2 separate regions of the Drosophila melanogaster genome follow, and region 2 is linked to region 1. The links are chromatin contacts, called in public Hi-C maps. All regions are on one chromosome and are shown on one strand. The core of a region is the stretch at or near the end of the contact, and the rest is flanking DNA. Distances in the headings are between cores, read along the strand shown. Region 1 overlaps RhoGAP71E (Rho GTPase activating protein at 71E). Region 2 overlaps CG5151.

Evidence for each region. A called contact is a pair of places that touch in the nucleus more often than the background predicts.
Region 2: a Hi-C map of the Kc167 cell line shows a contact between it and region 1, with 3 times the contacts expected there. A contact is called at or near these places in 1 of 107 Hi-C or Micro-C datasets (the Kc167 cell line) and 1 of 7 datasets of targeted methods (the Kc167 cell line).

The regions. Positions count from the first base shown.
Region 1 is chr3L:15,592,154-15,599,300 of dm6, reverse strand. The region is part of intron 1 of RhoGAP71E (Rho GTPase activating protein at 71E); the gene reads right to left. Among named protein-coding and RNA genes, the nearest start is that of RhoGAP71E, 6.9 kb to the right of the region's middle.
Region 2 is chr3L:16,155,442-16,162,588 of dm6, reverse strand. The region is part of intron 1 of CG5151; the gene reads left to right. Among named protein-coding and RNA genes, the nearest start is that of CG5151, 5.7 kb to the left of the region's middle.

The DNA of each region.
Region 1 (7,147 bases), core at 2,726-5,225:
GACTGAAAAACAGACTAACGAGTGAAAACGACAGCTTAGGCCGATCGATAAGTGAGCGTTGCATTTAGAATGAATGTCTCGGTTCGAAAAGGGAGTGCAGCGATAGGGTTTTTTTTTTTTTTTTAAGAAATAAATGGAAAATATTGAAATGTCTCCGTATTCAGTTAATTGAAGTGAGGAAATTAGCCAAGACAACCAACCAGCATGAACTGTCGTCACAAGTGGAGAAATCCATCCAAAGTGGCAAAGTGAGAGGTGGGTACCTCAAATGCTGTAAATTACCCACACCCGTCATTAGTCTATATCAATGCTGGACAAAACTGAGACCCAAATGAGCAGTGGTTTCTTGGAACACCTAATGGTGGTAAAAACAAAGGTTAAAGGGTTTCCAGTCATGTAGTTCTTTAATCCATTGTTATTCGATTGTTTGTAAATAAGTATAATTATTTCCTTATCAACGATACTCCTTATTAGAACTGACATCGAAGCCTTTCTAGGGTTATCGTTGGTCAAGGTTTCAACAGGTTCCCGAGTTCATTAGTTCATTGATGTCTAACAATTTGTTTGCCGAAAACTAGAGACGAGTCAATATGGCGATGTGAACAACCCAAGCAATGCCACCAGACCCAACCCAAGCCAAACAAACACTATATAGCAAGTAAACTCTTGCCGAACGATCCCTAGTCAAACCAGCATTGCATTGTAAACAAAATTGGGAAAAACGTGCCGCCGAAAGCTATAGAAAACCTAAAAAAAAAAACTGTAGATAGGCAAAACCTTATCTTATCGATACAAATTTAAACTACACATGTTGCTGCTTCTTTGCGGCGAGCATCTGAACTCCTTGGAGGCCAAAATGATAGGGGCCAAACCAGCTAGTGATCACCTCGAACTTCTGGCCAAATGTCTCCCGATAACGACGATTATCAATTAGTTACATTTTTTTTTTTTTGCTCGTTCTGACGCCGGTTAACGCCCATAAAGCGGAATATGCGTACAAATCGTTTATTAATTGCATTAATTACGTGGAATGCTGTTAAAAAAGAGCATAAACAACAACCGCAGAAACCACAGCAACTGAAAGCGGAACAAGTGTTTACGTCTGTTGATATTGGAGAGATAAGCAGTAGTATCATTGAACCGAGTACCGTAGTTCCGAGCCCTATGATTCCGAATAAAAAATCACCTCAATGGTGTGAGTAATTGTGGTTTATTGTTATTTACATTATCATTTGATGATTTCTACGTTTTTTGTTGTACCCTCGCTGCTTCGATTGATTGATCGCCGGACCATTAGGGTCTATGGATTACCTTATATAATCGCGTTGCGCATGCGTCGTCGTATCTGTTTGTTTTTATACGCCATTCATTTACATAATCAATAGGCCAAACAGAAAGAGCCATACAAATAAAGACAATAAAAAAAAACACGGCCAAAACATTAGCATAAAACTATTTCCACGAATCAGTGCTAAATAGTTTCCGATATTGAAAATATTTAGCATTTGGCAAACGTAGCTTCTGCGTATTGTTCATTGACAATCCGGCAAACTCGTCATTTTATTCAGATGAATCATTTTCATTTATTGTTAACTTTGTTTATTTGCCATGCCGTTGGCTGCTTGCTTTGCTGGTTTTTTCTTTTTTTTTTTTTCATTCATAAAAATGAAATATATCGGACCATTTTTTATTCGCCTCTTTTTTTCTCTCGTTTTTTTTTTTTTTTTTTTGTTTGTATTTGCCGCATTTGATTTGCTTTTGTAACAGTTTTTTATCACAATATTATATGCGTCTGCAGATATATGCGATTTTTTTTCCAGTTCGTTACGTTACGTATGAAAAGTGTCGGAAGTTGAAGATGCGATTGCCCTACAGAGAAACCAGTTCCCCGAAATTCCCACAAACCCAAACCCAACTCTTTTGTGACACTTTCGAGAGGAGATCTTGAATCCCCATCTCGGTGGCAGTCGCGGTTTCAGTCGCTCCCAGTGAGTAAGTCAAGTGAGTGAGTGAATTGTGCCGATTGTCGAGGTCTGCGTATGTGATAAGTGAAATATCACACACAAGATAATTGAGTTTCCTTATGTACATATGTACTTCAATGGTTTACATTAATGAACAAGTGCATAATATACTTTATGGAATTCAACTGAATGATAGCTTGCAAATGCGGACTTATTCAAAGTCTTTTCTGAGGAATTTATGGGGAAGTACGAAAATTTGATTTACGAGAAAGCAGGGCACAGATAAATATATAAAATATATATGAGACAAATATAACAATACTATTCGTATGTCAAGCAGAAGAAAGGTCAAAAAATAAGTTATAAATTAATTTTCAGCTAGCAAAATAAATCTTGTATGAAATCCTTAATTGCAAATAGAAAGCAAGACGTAAACAGTCGCTAATTAGGGCTGTCAATAATTTTAAATTGACAAAGTGTAAACACAAACTTCTTCCAGTTGAATTGAATTTAAAACGGAAGTTAAAGCTATTATACATTTATTTCCAGCATAAACTAAGATACTATAAGATATAAAAACATCTCGGTTTCCGCGCTGCCAAATGAAATCCCATTTCCACACATGAATGTTGGCCAGTTTTTATCTGCAATGTGTAATCGTCTGAAGAGGCCTATAAAAATAACAATATGTGGATCAATTGATGTGGTCGCCTTCGCTAATGATTCATTTACATTAGGTCATAAACGAATAAGTTTATGTTAGTCTGTTAAGGGCATTACGCATCAGTCGAGTGAACAAAGAGCATCCAGTATCTGAAGGAACTACAAGTATAGAGTATGTGTGTGTGTGTATCTTCTGGATCGCTTATCGCATCGGCCACATTTTTTGCCTACTAAGCAGTCCGGATCGGTCGGTTTTATAATTATGCTGTCCGTGTATCGCTCATATCTTGAAGCTCCCTTCTCTGTTTTTTCTGTGTTTTTTTCTGTCTTTTTGCATCAGCATCAATATTCATTGCGACAAGCTCAATCTGCATCTTTTGTTCACTTCCACGCCCAAGATTCGCAACTGGAGAGTCAAGTACACGGAAAAAATAGATTTATACTGAGATCTTAACTGATCATTAATATAATTTATCAGTTAACAGCGTGTCATGTTTAGCATTTGCATTTGGAAGTATGACTTCCCCTATTCTAAAATGTCTTCTCAATTAACGAAATAGACTTCGAATGTTTTTTTAAATGTCTTCAGTACACATTCAGTTGAATGAAGTGGCTTTATGATCGCTCAACAGATGCGAAAACATAACCGCATCGGCAGCAAGTTTTTTATGGCTGTTGGTCGGCAGAATACAAAAGACAATACGTCATAATAACGAACCAAGGAAAGGCAATATTCCAACATCAACCACACCAAGTGCACGATGATAAAAAGCAGTTTATAACATACATATACTAAGTGCAAACATCACGATATGCGACGGATGACGGCTATGACCCACCAACCAAGCTAGCGACAATGCCCTGATTACACTCGACATCCCATTGTTTGTTTCTATCTCGGTGATCAATCATGAACATCAGATAATAAATTTACTTCTCTGATGTAAGAATTTCACCAGAACAATGTTTTATTAAAAGTTCACTGTACCTCATTATGATCGGTAATACTCTTATGAAAACAAGAACTTTATATTTCATAGATCGTTATGAAAGTTGGTATATGCTTAGAAGTGGAAACAACAAATGTTGTCTACAGGTAAGAAATCTGGATGTTTTATAACTCTGTGTTCTATAGAACATTCTGCTCTTCGGCTAAGCATAAGCACTACCTACCTACTGCTTCTTGAAACCAATAAACCCATTTTTTCTCTACAAGTACTGTCAATAGAATTGTTGAAAACAAAGATAAGCATTACAAACACAGCGAATCTTCTTTATAAACTGGGCAGCAAAGTATTTTAGGGTAAGAGCATAGCCCTGACCTCAAATGAAACCAATTCCCTGCTGGCCAGGGCATATCCGCCATATGTTTTTAGTGGCTGCGTCTGCAATGTTCGGCTGGTTGTTCAACGTTCAACGTTCAGGGCGATTCACTGAGGGAAAAGTGCGAACCCAAGAGAACCCTTGAAGAAAAGAAATACCGACCGAACGGTTCGGTCCACTGACGTAAATTTCCACGCTTTTCGCCTGTTTATAAGTACATTTTTTTGCGCCCGTTTCATTTAACATTTATTGGTTTTGTTTGCCATTGTTGTTTATACACGTCGGCGGCAGTTTCGAGTTTTTATTTATGCAAAGTCAAAGTCGAATGGATACTACTGAGGTGGCAGTCGATAAAACAAAGACAGAATTAGCAAGCCCATTGAGGTATTTGCTGTTCTACTTCGAATTCTACAACAAATAGTAGATATACGAAATTAAATTATACTAAATTATAAAGATGTGGTTTCAATAAACTGGCATTGTTTAGGTTTTAATGAGTCAAAGTAAGATATAAACAATATTTATAAAAATATCCATAGCATCCATAGCATACAAAGGATTCAAATTCTGAACTATCTCAGCTGCCTTAATACATCAGGTAAAAAGTTAAATTTCTTGTGGTAAATACAAATTGTTAGGATTTTTACAGAAAACCAAATTGTAAAGAATTAGTTTTGCATCCGTAGAACTTTTGTTTCAAGCAACCCCGACCGAAAAACCGATATAAAAAGAGGAGGAGGAAACAATGCAGCGCTTGTGAATAACCATATATAATAATAATCAGGAAGCGAAACCTCGGCCGTCTGGAAGTGGGCGATGGAAGGGAGGAGTGGAAGGGGAGGGGCCCTTCCAGACGTCGGATGACGATGACGGCTTATCGACTTATAGACAAGAACGTTGTTGTTTCTGCTGTTGGTTGTGGGGTTTGTTGTTGTTATTGTTGGTAATGCCATTTGGGACAATGCGGCTTTGTCGTTTTTGCACTGCAGTTTTTGCCATTTGTTTGTCTAGTCCAACAAAAGCGGGTATAAATTTTCATTTATTCCTCGGCTCCTCGCTCTTTTCTGCACTTATCAGTATTCGCAGCAGACAGTTTTCCCTGGGCCATCAGCAATTGTCCACCAGGCAATTGTGCAAATAGCCTATTAACTGTGTATGGCCAAAGACTAAGACTGAGGAGAATCAGAAGGATAACTAAGATAAAGATTGAAACAAAGGGAAAGGAAGCAAATCGGACGGAAAATGTGATTTAGGAACAAATTCTGAATTTCTAAAAAGAAGAATCCTTGCAAGGTTAAAGGTATAGTAAAAAGAGTACAATCTGTTTTTTAACCCTGTACTGTAAGATCATGTTCGGCATTCTTTGCTTAAACACTGGTATGGTTTCTGTAATATATCCTATAAATTTGCTAAAATCGTTAGCAAATAGTGTTTATTTCGTTTTAGTATTGGAAAATAAAAAGCCATCCCAAAGATTTCTTAATTCAAACGAGGTGGTTTCTTACAGGCAGTCAAGGGTTTTTAAGAAATCCTTTGATATTTTTCTTAACTGTAAAATTTTACAATAGTAATATGTCCTTAAATTAGCGATTAAATACACGTTACTTTATATAGGTCAAATTGTATCTGATTCCAGAGCTTAAAAATCGAGTAGTTTGAGAACTGTACAGATAGAAGTTAAACGAAAGAGCAACAGGCGTTGGAAAAAGCTCGCGAAAGCTCTTTTTCAGCCAGGCAACAAGTTGCGAATAACAGGACTAACGGCAGAGAGAGAGAGTCAACTCGGGAGATGCGTGGGAGCGAGACAGAGAAAGCACTAGTCCCACTCTCTTCCAGCAGCAGCTGCTTTCTTGGTTTTTTCTTTTCGTTCATCCGCCGTGTTTGTAATTTACACAAAACAAAACGGCAAGAAAAACAATACACAATTCATTTGCACAAACGTACGCTTGTTCATATGTAGGTACGATTGTGGATATTTTCGGACTATTGCAAAAACGTGCAACAATGACGTCGATCCGCTGCAATAACAACAGCACCAGCAGCGGCAACAACAACGGCCAAAAGGCCAGCAGCTGGAAAGTACACAAACAAAAACGATGTGCCAACTGATGGAATTAAACACTATTTGCCTCTCTCTTCGCGTCTCCTTTGCACTCTCTTCCTATTTTTGCGTTTAGTTTTAATTGATACAAAGTTTCCAACGCGTGTCTATTTTTAAAGGTGTTGCTGTTGCTGTTTCTTTCGGCAGAGGCGCTATTTTCGCGCATTTTGTTTGATTTGATTCGATTGTGATTGCCCAATGTTTTTGTTGTAGCTCTGGCCGTTGTTGTAATTGCTGTTGCTACTCGTGTTGTTGTTGCTTTTGCTGTTGCGCCTTCCCCCAAAAAGTAAATAAACAAAAGTAGCCAAAGCAGCAGCAGCAACAACAATTACAATAAATGTGTATATAATTGTACAGGTTTGAAAAGTTTACACACACGCACAGCGGTGGTCAAGAAAATAGGATAATGAAAAAAAAGCAACAATCTTGGGTCCAATGCTAACTTTTTTAGTAAAGTGAACTTTTTTCATTAATTATTTTCCGTTTTTTTCCGATTAGTAAAATTTGATATAAAGATTGTTAGTTAGAACGTTTTCTAATTTTAAATGTAATAAATTAAAAAATAATATATATATATAACTATAACTAATACATCAAACCATCGGTCGACTATTAATTTTTATTTGATTAAGCCCGCTCCTAGTATCTCAACCCCTGCTGTAGAGAAAGACACAGGTTGCCAAACTGAAAATTTACGTTTTCCAATCCTTTCGCTTTTCCCACCCGAAAAGCGCTTCCCGCGAAATGGAAATAATTTGGCGGTCGATTTCTACGCATGTAGAAGTTTTAAATTTATGTTTTATTGCTGACGTTATTTGTTTACACGCACATTTGGCGTTTAGCGATCGGTGTTTCAGTATTCAGTGTTCAGTGTTTAGTGTTCGGCATTTAATGTAACCAATGGATCTGCTGACGCAGAAGCATCTCACATCCAACAGCCACCATCCACCATCCACCGTATCCCCCATATCCCATATCCATCTCAATCAGATACTGAGTGTTTGGCAAATTAGGCAAACGCCAGAGGAAGCCCAAACAGACAAATCATTTCGGCACGTCAATTGCAATCGATCGGCTATAAATGTTCGTTCGATTT
Region 2 (7,147 bases), core at 2,964-5,463, 560 kb before region 1:
GTTCTGGCTTTTCTTTGGCTCTGGCTCCGACTTTGGCTTTGACTATGATGGTTATTGCTATGGCTATATGGCTGTGAAGACAAAAGGCCCGGGCCATGGAGTTTTGATAGAGGAGGAACCAGAACCGAACGAAAACCAAGTCAAAGTCGCGTGTAGTATCTCCCCTCTCTATCTAGGTGGCTCGCCCCCCTCTCGCTCTCTCTCTCTCTCTCTGCCGCACAGCAGTAGGCAAATCACTTCCGTTCAATGAACCCATGCGTAAGCCAGCTCTTCATCAGCTCTTTTGCTTTTGCTCTTGCCTTTTGCTTTTCCTTTGCTATTGCTATTGCCATTGCCTCTTGGCTATGCCACACACATACACGCAAACACACACGCTCGCTCGCACACCACACACACCAACAGTCAGGAACACACACAGACCCTCACATGTGGCTCAGTCTCAGTTTTTTTCTCTTCGCCTTTTACATACAGATGTGGTGAAGTCAATAGAAGCGCCTAACTTTAATTTTAACTAGAATAAGGGAAAAAAAAAACAAAAATTACTACGAAACTGGCTCTCAATGGAAGCAAATGTGTAATCAGAACAAAGTTATGTTTTAGAATGTCAATACTCTAATGTTAAAAAGTACCCTTATATTTTGCCATTATGTTCAGTGCGAGTTACAAATTCATTGAAATCGATCATAAAGTCTTTTCCCCGACTGTAGGAAATTCCCACAGTCACACACACGTGCACGTAAAAGAGTTCCCATTGCTTTGTCGTCTTTGGCTTACCTTTACACATCCACATGGCCTCCCACCTTGGGTTTTCCCCGCACCCATTTGCAATTTTACCCCCCGAGAGCATAAGAATGTTACGCATACGCCTCGTATGTTGTCACGGAAAATTTGACTCACTTGGCCGGCACATTCCAAACATCTTAACGGTTGGCCATTAAAATGGTCATTATGTTTTGACTTACCTCCCCCAGTCGTTTACAAAAATGCCAAAAATTTTCGCTTAACCGAAACGAAAACTAAAACAAAAGTGTTTCGTTAAGAGTTCATGAGAAAATCGCAAAGCAGGCGACAGTGGCTCGATTGACCAGAAAATTAATCGAAAGCTAATTAAACAGCTGACGATATGGACACACACACACACAAAGGCACATGTACATATATAGGGCTAAATCAAGGTCTTTTGTTTTTGCCATATCACCGTCCCTGTCGCGCAATATATCGCTCATACGCCCCATGGCCGCTTATCAAGCGTCTGGTCTGGTTCTTCTGCCTGCTTCTGCGTCGCTTCTTTGGCTTCTGAACGGTGTGAGAAAAGGTGGAGCCAGGCAGCCGGTCTTATCACCAGAGTTCTCGTCTCTTCTCGCTTTTCTCTATATTTTTGTTTTTGCGTTTCGTATAGAGGTCCCAACACACAGGCGCACAAAAAAAAAAAAAAAAAAAAAAAAAAACAGAGATACCCATAGAACCCATGGACTTGAGCACCTGTCCAACGGGGCCGACGACGTCAACAGCACTTCCCGCGCCACCCACATGACCACCACGACGGAATCAGCAGCATTAAACATCGGAACAGCAGTAACACCACACACTCGAAAAAATTGAACCCATGGAATTCCGGAAGGGAGCTCTTAGATTTTAATAGCATTTTGGTATTTCCACAGAATTTCATATTAGAAAATAGGACTTGCAGATAACTGTGATTCTGTTGTATTTACACACAGATACTACTATAAAGATACATGTAAGTGTATCTAATAAGTCCACCTTAGCTTTTGAAATATATTCTAATTTCTGCGAGTGCACCACCAACACACACACAGCAAGCGAGTATTGAGATTAGAGAACGGACAGCAACTGACGAACGACGGGCGACAACATTCCCCAAGGTCATTAATAGTGCTGCAGTGGAGCATTCCGACTGGCGAGGTGGGTGGGATCGGGTGGGATAGCCCCGGTGCAGGCGGGCGGCGACTGATTGAGGGACCGCAGTCATTTCGATAAGGAAATCGCCAGCGAGATGACCAGCCAGATAATCACCTGTTGCGACGGCAATGCCGACTGCTCATTGATTGACCCCCAAAAAATTGGTGAAATAGTCGAGTGGTTGTGGTTATGGTTATGGCTACCAATCTCTCACTCCCTTGAGTTGATAATAAATAAAAATAAAAACACTAATTGTCGCGAGAGAAAACATTGTACGTTTTATTGAGAGCTTTAAATTAGAAACATTTTCAGAGTTCGCAGCTCAGCGAAAAAAAAATTCCGAACTACAAGGTTTTCGTTATCTTTTACAAAACATTAAACAACAATTTAAAAGTGATTCTTTTAGCATGTATTCAAAGAATTCTATATTTTCTTGGAAAGAAATCGAAGAAAAATCATATAATAAAGTGCGGATAGGAACATTACATTTTATGTCTCATTTAAGAATGTATCTTAAATCAAATTAACTAACTAACTAACCAGTTAGGCATACCCGACTCATAGTTCCCGCATTTATACCCTTTAAATTGAGCGAATCATTGGAGTTCGTAATCAAGTTTACTCACACACACACGCCGACTGCCGACTGGAAGACTCATATATAGTCATCAGTTCATTCCAATCGGAATCGGCCAGTTGTCTGGGTCGAAGTCTGAAATTTGCTGTTTTATTTCGCTTCGATTTTACTGTTTCTGCGATTGTTGTTACTACTTTTCGGATTCGTTTCTCCGCCTCCTTTTCGCACTTTTGTCGTCTTTTCCATTGTTTTCGTTTGTATATTTGTATATTTCGATCTGCGTTTCGTCTCCTTTCTTATCTGAAACTCAACTTTTTGTGATATCCGCCAGACGCCGCGATACTTTTGCGCCTGCATACATTTTCACTACAACAACGCTGGCAGCTAATAAATGCTAATTTCTGTTAGTTTCTATATAAAAAAAAAACACCAGACACACACTCATACACACACAAGACATGAAGGTTCACCGAATATCTGGAATTTGGGGGCTTTCTTTTGTCTAAAGTCTACACATTCATTCCCACCAGCTTATCAGCTTTGTTCATTCAAAAAATACGTATACAACAAATCGAGATTTGTGATTTGCAAAGGAACAACAAACACACACTATTTCCAAACTGGACAGACAAGCGGCGAAATCGCTAATCGATTGACATGCGGTCTTTGCCTGATTGTTTGAAGACGTCCCAAGAGTCCAGCTGAAAAGTCACAGATTAGGAGATTCGCAGGGCTTCGCATATGTAGAAATGAGAAGACAGCCCAGATTAGTCAACAAATATTTAAATATAGTATAGTACATTTGTACATACGTACAGGGAGAATGAAAAGGGGTGATTTAAAAGTGAAATTAAACTAAACTGCACACAGATAATGGGCTAAAAACCTGCATTTAAGCACAAAATTTCTACGAAAGATGGAAAATTTACAATTTATAATATAAAATAGTATATGTACTATCTGTCCTTGTGGACGTAACAATGACTAGCAATTATGGAAAGTAGAAGCCAAGCTAGATTGGCAAAAAATACTGTTCTGTTCAGATAGGTCCTAATAATCAAGAAATTTCATTTCACTGATTATAAATTGAATGATCACAATCTCTTTTATTAAAAAATTAGCATATTGATAAGTGGAAATTCCCAAAACTATCCTAAAAGTAATACATAAAATTGTGATGAAATTCAAGTTGTCTATAATAATGGAATAAGCATTCTAAATCTATAAATTATCTTTTAATACTCGATTTTCATAATGTTCTATACCACGAATTTGGTAGCAAATGAAAGCCATTTTCTTCATAGTGAGAACAAACCAAGTAATATTTAATATCAACCATGGAGCTAAGGGACTAACCCAACCCCATAGTATCCTTCTAGAAAACTCAGCTGAATCTGCGAGTGGAGCATGTCTGGGCCCGAGGAGTATCCGATTACTTGGAGCGACCCTGACTTGTGCCACGTCATGCCACTCGCTTCGTGCTCCGCTTGTGTGTGGTCAGTAGAGGGTATGGTATAGTGTGTCATATATGTACATATAGAGTAGATGTTGAGCATTCAGACAGCCAGACAGCCAGACAGCAGCGGATGCCGGTCGCAAAGGGGTAGGAGCTGGGGACGGGGAGAGGGGAGGGGGGGCCACCACCTGATAAGGCCATAAAGAGGCGAGTCGAGGCCTAGAAATGAAACGGAAGCTGGCTATCGCTGTGTGGAGCCATTGGAGCAGATCTACTGTGTGCAGCAAAGGCACCAGACACTTGACTAATGCTCCCCCTACATACCCATACATACGTATATATATCGCTACCCCATTCCCAACTAAATAAACCACACAATAGCGCGATAGCTGAAGAAAAGTAAAGAAAAGGAAAAAAAAGCGACAGAAACTCTTTCGCTTCTTGGAAATTTGTCTCGACAATCAGCAGACTCCCATGACTTAGGCAACATTCTTGGGTTTCTCATACAGTGAGAGAAAAAAAAAGGGTAATGCCATTGGGTAATCAATTCAATGGTACACTACTATTTCAATGCCAGTATTTTAAAGGGGAAGTAGTTTATGTAACATTTAAGCAATTCATTCATCTGCAAGTTAACTTCACCTTAAAAGTAAACCTTTTTTACTACACCATTTATAATCATTTTTCAAAAAGGTAAAAGAAATATAGAAAAAAGATTAATGACAGGCATCTTATATAATGGTTATTTCTTGGGCACTGCATTTTTTCTCTGCGTGCACATTTATTTTCGGCTTGGCAACCGCCCAGCGGCCACGCCCCCCTCGAGTTGAGCTTAGGGCCACTGGCTGCCTGTGGCCTACATTTTCGTGTGGCACGAACCCATCACTTGAAGCTCCCCAAGTGCAGATGTGTGTGTGTGTGCCTGTGTGCGTGTGTGTTGGCTTCATCAATGATTTATTTGCGTTTCGCGTGTGTCTGTGTCCTGCTGAAACTTCCTGCTTGAATGTTTTCGGTCCCTCGCACACACACACACACACACACACCCTGCTTTAACCCCGCTCCGCAACCCCCTTTATCACCTAGCTGCACCCCTTCGAAAATGTAGGTCAAATATTTATCTTCCGCCTGATATTACGTAAGATTATTTCTGTCTGGTGGCACATGAGTTTTAGTTTTTCAGCCAGACAGCAATTAAGACCCATCATAATTTTCTGGGAAAGGAAATCCCTTCAAAGCGCCGACACAAAGCGCTAAAAACACATTTACAATCGCCCCATGGCGTCATAGTTCAGTTAATACCTACCGGCCATATATATATACATACATTTGTACAACATATTATATACTGTGTGTCAGTTTTAATGTCTGATTCCATTGCGAATCGATATGGAATCGCAATGGAAACGCACACGTGCTGTGGAAACTCGGCATTGTGAGTTCGGAATTCTGAATCAATGAGCGATTACAAATGGAACCAAACTATATGTCTGCTGATAATGCCCGTAGACAGGCGGCAGGGGGAGGTGAAGGTGGAGGTGGAAAAGTTGGCAAATCGGTGGGAAAGGGTGATCGGGGGAACGAGACCGCTGCCACACCGAACAATTCCACGTGCTGTGGGCCCAAAGGCAAAACTAACAGCCGAAATGTTCAAATTTGAAATTCAAATTTTGACAACAAAAACGCGGCGGCGGTCTCTCTTTTTATTTACTCTTTCTCCTGTGTTTTTTTTTTTTTTTTTTGTTTTTCCTGCTCATAAAAAATCAAAATAAAATTCCGCAAAAATGTATTTTTATGTCTGGCTGTCTCATGTAGGCCTCGAAAAACATTTTTCCTTTTTGTTTGCGCCTTCGTGCAGATGAATGATCTCTGTGGTGGCTGAAAGAGGGGGGTGTGCACTGCATACATATATATATATATATGTATATATCAAAAAAAAAAAAAAAAAATGTTATTTTGTTCAGCCGAAATGTCGGACACAATTTTCCGACCGCGCCAAAGAGTAAGGCGGCCAGATAGACAGACGGCGGTGATATTGTTAAAAATAGACAGACAAATTGTCGCGTCATGCTAGGTACAACAAATAAAACAAAAGCGTTGCTAAAAATTCATTTAAAAATAAATTTGAAAACATTGTCAAATGCCTTTGTTGTTTGTTCCTTTCGCCTGTGCAATGAGACTAGGGAAATACAATTAAAAAAGCAGAGCGACAACAAGACCAACAAAATACATTGCATACATATTTATATGTTGAAATGTGTTTGTTTGTGTCGGCGGCGTCTGGCATTTTAACTTTTGTTGTTGTCCCTTTTTTTTTTTTGACTTTCTGGCTTACCGAGAAATTTATGGTCTTGCAACATTTGGACAGATTAACTACCCGCCCCTCTCCTTTCCTTCCTTCGCTTATAAATGAGTTGACCCTGCTCGAAGTTGCACGCGGCAACATTAATTTCAATGAAATGCAATTAGCATAGATAGATCGAAATTCCAAGACGCCGGCTTGATTGCTGCGATCTTTCGAACGACAAAATATCTGAAAGATACAGTGAAAAAAGTTTAGGATCACAAATAGATGGGAAATCATTTGACTCATTTTAATCATCTTAGAATATAAAGCACAAATAATACCTTAATTAAAATAACTCACTTTAATGGGCGGACAACTCGTTAATGGTAGTTAGAGTGGATTATATTTCTAGCTGTGTGGCAAACAACATTCTCGGCTTTCATCTTTCAAGTGCTGCCGAGTTTGGGCAAAACGACTTGGATTACAATGGCGAGAGAGTGACTTCAAAGCGGAAACGCCGACGCTTGTCGCGCCAATCGTCCTGTCTCTTTCATTTCACCTCGCCCATCACCATCCCTTTCTACTCAGACTACTGCTGTCTCAGTTGTTTATTTACTTGTAAGAAAAAAATCGATTGCCACGGGTATATTTACAAACGCAGTTGTAAAAGTTAGCTAATTCAATGGATAAATTGTTAATGCACTCCTGTCTTGATACAATTTATTTATGTTGGTGTATATATTTCCTAGAACGGAAAACACTTGCTAATGCAGTAGCCAGACTACGTAATTGTTGGGAATTTTCGGCAAACGTATAATTAATCTTACCCCCGTCTGCCGTTGATTCATGACGAACCTTAAAAGCATTCCAGACGAGAACTGGTGATTACCAACAGCGATTAATAAGC